Regions from separate parts of the Mus musculus genome. Here region 2 is linked to region 1. Evidence: chromatin contacts called from public Hi-C data. All regions are on one chromosome and are shown on one strand. Each heading gives the region's core, a stretch centred on a gene start, on an enhancer-like site or on the middle of the called end of the contact. The rest is flanking DNA. Distances are from core to core; before and after follow the strand shown. Region 1 holds the start of Armcx5 (armadillo repeat containing, X-linked 5). Region 2 holds the start of Gprasp2 (G protein-coupled receptor associated sorting protein 2).

Evidence for each region. A called contact is a pair of places that touch in the nucleus more often than the background predicts.
Region 2: a Hi-C map of cerebral cortex shows a contact between it and region 1, with 3 times the contacts expected there. The contact joins the promoter of Gprasp2 here to the promoter of Armcx5 in region 1. A contact is called at or near these places in 14 of 39 promoter capture datasets (the 3T3-L1 cell line, the HPC-7 cell line, cranial neural crest and 10 more), 7 of 484 Hi-C or Micro-C datasets (the HL-1 cell line, cerebral cortex, cortical neurons and 2 more) and 2 of 9 other capture datasets (adipose tissue and liver).

The regions. Positions count from the first base shown.
Region 1 is chrX:135,741,430-135,744,129 of GRCm38.p6, forward strand. It overlaps Armcx5 (armadillo repeat containing, X-linked 5), which reads left to right and starts at 1,263. Exons shown (of 4, transcript NM_001009575.5): 1 at 1,263-1,549; 2 at 2,134-2,185. It overlaps Gprasp1 (G protein-coupled receptor associated sorting protein 1), which reads left to right and starts at 1,263. Exons shown (of 11, transcript NM_026081.5): 1 at 1,263-1,549.
Region 2 is chrX:135,837,658-135,840,357 of GRCm38.p6, forward strand. Gprasp2 (G protein-coupled receptor associated sorting protein 2) reads left to right here and starts at 1,377. Exons shown (of 6, transcript NM_001359371.1): 1 at 1,377-1,605.

The DNA.
Region 1 (2,700 bases), core at 13-2,512:
TTGTTCCTTATAGGCTGGTTATTCCTTCCAAAAGTTAACCTCCTGCCTCATGACATTATCAGGTTTTCTGATAATGTAGACTGGGACTGAGGGGAAACCATGCACTTTTATTAAGGCAATTTCAAAATTACAAACATCCCTGAAACAGGAAAAATGTCTCTCATCATAATCTACTAATGTCATAGCTCAGCTTAGAGTTGAGGCATACAGGACTGATGGGCTGGGACATTTCTAAGTGGTATACATGTTAGAAACACTTTCTGATTCTAAGGCTTATTTTAATTAAATTTATGTTCAAATAGATAATACAAACATGAGGCCCAGCATTCAAGATGCAAGGACTTATATAGTCAGAGATTTAGGGGGCAAGAAACGTGAGGGAACAAGCCCGGAGAAATCCACAGAGCAGGGACTGGTGTTGGTCCACGGGTACAAAGATACTTTGGTATTATGTCTTGTCAGTAAGAAGATTCTTGTTTTCCCAGTGCCTAGATTAAATCCAAGCCACTGCACCTTATGGTAGTGAGGTCATCCTGGAGTAGAACTCGTCTGCACAGTTCTTTTTCTCCCTGTTTTTCCTCTATCCTTACTTCATGTTATCTAAAACTATTTCAAAACAAGAAACATGCCGGACAATAAGAGCAAAAGATTTCAAGGGGTGGCAACAGGAAACATAAAAAGGGAGATTGAAAAACAAAACAAAACAAAACAAAAACGGTCTGGCAGCAGAGCAGTTTTCCATAGGTTCTGCCGCTGCAGCAAGAATTTTATGCAAACAAGCCCTTACAGGTGCATCACTGGCGGATTTTGCTTGTAGAAGGAACAGTTTAGAATTTGTTGGAATAAATGAGAATTTTTATTTGTAATTTCAGCGTTGAGAACCGCCCCACCCCCAGCATCGTTTCTACCTTGAGCCCCTCCCCTACCTAACCAGCTCACTTCAGTGGGCGGTGGGTTTAGTGAGGAACGTGTAAAAACACTAGAATTCTTTGCTATCCTTCCGCCCGGTAAGGCGGCCGCTTTTTCTTCTGACGCCACAGCGTGAAAACCGCATGCATTTCGAAATGGAAAGACATGTCTAAGAAGGAAGCTAAAACCGACATTTGGTAATCGCCTGCTTGCGGGTGCTTGGCGCGGTTTTCCCTAGTTCGGGATCAGAACCTAAGTGTCGCAGTGTGCGCCACAGTAGTATCACTCCGCTTCCCTAAGCCGGAACTCCTTAAATAACTCTAGCTCCTCCCTCTGCGGGCCTCCGTAATGACGTAGCCGCGCCTAGTGCGTCCCGGCGGATGTAGGTAGCTATGTAGTCGCTTCGTGAGGGACCGGAGAGAGGAGTGGGTACCGAAAGGTGACAGTAATTTGCTAGTCATGGCCCTTCATCTTGTCCTACATCCCAAGCTCCCGGCAAGCCCCTAAATTACAGTCGCCGCCATTGCCTCTGCTCCCTGCGGCGGACTGCCGACGGCGTTTGCCTGCCTCCTTTCTGTGTGGGAAGGCGCCGCCGGAGAGAACGCACCTAAGAAAACTGCCTTGGATTCAAGCAGAACAGGTCAGTAAGAAGGAGGGCATTGCTTGGGGTTGTGGTTGCGGGTTCCATGATTGGTGCGGGATTGGTGACCTGATTTTAGGGGGCGAGTGTTGGGAAGACAGACTAGGGAGGATGAGAAAAAGCTATCTACGTTTCCAGAAACTCGCTTCATCACGTTTGGGAAGGGAGATGGATGCAATGGCATCATCTACTGGGGAGATGGCGTACTTGTCAGAGAAAGGACTACCACCACTGATGAACGCAGTTGTCTGAGGAGCCTTGAGAATCAGGAAGGAGATACACAAAGGGGTTATAGATGTGGGAACATTAAATCTTGTGTTGGGTGTATTCGAAGATTGCACATTCTTATCTGACCATTAATTAACCATATCTTACTCAGTGCGATTTCATTTGATTTGGGGCTATCACACATTCATTTGTGTGGATAGATTTTGTGCCAAGTTTGCATTTCTCCACGTTTCAGGGCGGCAGATCAAAAGGGGAGGGGAGAAGATAAACAAAACTGACCTGATTTCTGTACTGTGGGAGAAAGCTGCAAGACTAGGTAGGGTTCTAGAATAATTTCTACATCTCCTCTTTTCCAGCCTTCCAGAAATGCCCTCCGCGTTACCCCAACTATGTTGCAGAATGTGATAGGTTTGTGTGGGTGGGTGGGGGATAATCATAAGAATGTGTAAGAAAATTGAAAATGATACTTTTCATTATTTCCCCAGCTTCCTGTTATTGTCAGGCGTTTCATCCCTACTGCTACCAGTACGACCAACTGTGCAGAGATGATTTAGTTGTCCCTTCATGGAAATGATCAGGCTTTAAGAATATAGCAGAGGAACGTGGAGATTTGGGGGTGTCATGGGGGGATGACAAAAAGAAAGGGAATCAGAGAATTCTTTACCAAACAAGTATCTGTATCCAGCAAGCATTTATTCCGTAATTACTGTTTCCTAAATTATACTCAGTAGTGCTGTTCTCATGTTTGTGGATTTCCATTGATAGACACATCCGGAGGGTTGTATAACTTGGCTGTTGTGAATGTTTGTAAAATAACTGAATGTGAAGCTAGGAGATAATGAGAAGGCAATTGTCCAGATTCGAGGATTAGTGTGAAGACAGACAAGGATCACTGAGACTAGAATGTCACACCCTTCTGTTTT
Region 2 (2,700 bases), core at 127-2,626, 96 kb after region 1:
CTAATAAGGGACTTTTCAGCTGCCCCCTCCCCACATGCTGTTTCCTTCAAACACAGGATTTATGCCACACCTATAATCTTTACAGTTATATTGGGTAGACTCATCTAGCAGAATTGTGTGCTAGATCCCACTATTTGCAACTGGAGTTCCACCTGAAACCTCAGTTCTCCTTGGCCGAATAATGTATGTTCACATATCCTTGGGGTTGTTGTTTTGCTGCAAACTAACTAGGTGTTTAAAGGAATTTCTAGATGAGCAAGCCCGGCAGCTTTACTGTGTGCTTAAGGCCATTCCTGATTTTCTCACAAAACAAGCAAAGAGGATGGAGAGCAGAGGGAATTTTGTGGGTGGGGTAAAAGAAAAGACTCAAAGTCAGCCAGGGGTGGGTTGTGAGAGAAAAAATGCACAGAGGGTGGTTTCCCTGACAGTTACAGTGAATCGAGTTGTGGCTGAGATCCAAGCTAGTTGATCCTCCTGCATATGCATGCTGCCAAAAACAAGAGCTTGGACCTGACTGGGAAGAGATGAGTTCAGAGAACCATAGGCAAGGAAACTGAACAGGCCCAATATGGCTCCCAACACTAGGCTGTAGGTCTCTATGGCACCCTGTAAATACTGACAGGGAAAGGACAATTGTGGGGACAGACAATAAGTCAATAAGTAACCCAAGGGTATTGCTCCTTAGAATGAGAACATCTCTCTCTCTCTCTCTCTCTCTCTCTCTCTCTCCACCCCTCTCTTCTTTTCTCCCTCCCTCCATCCCTCTGTGCCTCTATCTCCCTTTTGAAAAGTGGACAGTGGTGGGGGTTGTAATGAAAGCCCCCATGTCCTATCCTTTAGATTCAAAAATGCTCTCCTCTTCATGGTTGCATGAGCCAGTAAGAGAAAACATGGGAGAATCAACAGGAACCTACTGGCTGGCTGGCTGTTGCTAGGTCACCTGTCCCCTCTCAGGCTGCATTACTAACAGCCCCCCTCCCCTTCCATTGGCGACAGAAAGGGGGGGGGAGGTTGGGAGGGAGTACAGAGTGGGTGCTGTGATGGGTAGGCACTGTCCAGCCTCGTTCTGAAGTGCAAATCTAGGGGCCACTCAGTATCCCTCCGCTGCTCCCCCCTGCTCCCTAACTGCAGACCTTCTCCTCCTTATAGTCCCCCCCTTCCCAAAACCCTCATAGACTCTAGGTCTTAGCCATCCCACACACTGTTGTGGCGCCAAAAAAAAAAAAGTGGTGGTGGTCTCTGGTTAGGGTGAACAGGGGTCTGCAGACGCCTAACCGGTGCAACCCACCCCTCCAAGAGGAGTGGGGCTGTCTGGCCCCGCCCACTCCGAGTCGGAACTACAGTGGGTCCGGGAGGGGGCGTAGAGCCCCGTGCGCAGTATCCCTCCGCCCCCTTCCCGACACCCTCGAGGAGAGCTGGCTTGTCGCATCCTGCGCAGCCCCTGCCTGTTTGGTGCAGAGGCGTGGGGACAGGACACATCTCTGCCATTCCACTCGCGCGCAAAGCGTTAAAGGCCAGTGAGAGGATCTGCAGAGGACAGAGAACACCCAGGAATAGGAGTCGGACGTGGGGGAGCCCAGGGACCTGGGCCGTGCGCCTGGCCAGGCAAGTGGGGGTGTGTCGAGGGCTCTGGGCGGTCGCGCACTGCAAACAACTGCCTGGCCCTGACAGTTCAGTGGAGGCAAAGGGGTCGCAGCTGCTCCCTGGAGTGTGCGCGGTGCCCGGAGACCCCAGACCGTGGTGGGGAGGAGGAAGCGGGGAACTAAGGCAGGGCCGCAGGAGCAGGGGGCGGCTGAGGAGGCAAAGTCTGCGGGTTTTGGAGGGTGGCAGAGCCTACAACCTGACAGCCTCCCTCCAGGTGTCAGTCCGGGACCAACACAGGTTATGAGGTAGGTGGCCACAGGAGAAATGGCGGTGGGGGGTTGCGGGGGAGGAGGACAGCAAGCCTGGAGCCCATGGATGTGGGTGCAGGTGCAGGGGGCCAACTCAGCTGGTGGGTGGTGAGTCGCCTCGGCTATTAGGGCTCCGAAATGGTTCCTGAGAGGGGCCCTGGTACCCTGCATCCTGGGTGCTGTCACTCCCCACAGGCTTCTGATTGATGGAAAGTGACCTGTCTGCATGGTAGGTCTGGCATATTCTGACAGGCCACGGTGAGCATCTATAGACCAGAAGCTTGAGAAAAGAAGAAGAGAAAAAACAGCGCGGATTTCTGGAGGTGTGTAGTAATGGGGATGGGCACCAGACAGTGAGTGGAGATGCAAAAAATGGTGGGGGTGACTGGCCAGAACAGGTGGGATATCCATTAGTGTCTCCTAATCTCATTTCTCACAACCTTGTAGGTACCTTCCACACTGCCTTTCCCCTCCCTCCCAAATCTGGGGTCTGAAAAGATGGTTTGGGGATGATGACGGAGTCATAAATCCAAGGACCACTTCAGAACCTGGTTTCTAGAATGTGCTGCGCCCTTCCCCCATTTTTTGCTGCGCAAGGAAAGGAAATATGGCCACCTAGTGGCGGATCTTCAACATTGCAGAAGGGACTAATAAGGATGACATCAAAGAAGGGGGTGTTACCTCAGGAGCCCTACAGCCAGGCTAAATAAATCTAGAATGTTCCAGCAGTAGGACCCTAAATGCTGAAAGACACATGATCTGGTTCATATCCTTGGTGACATTCATAACATGATCAGCTGCTACCATC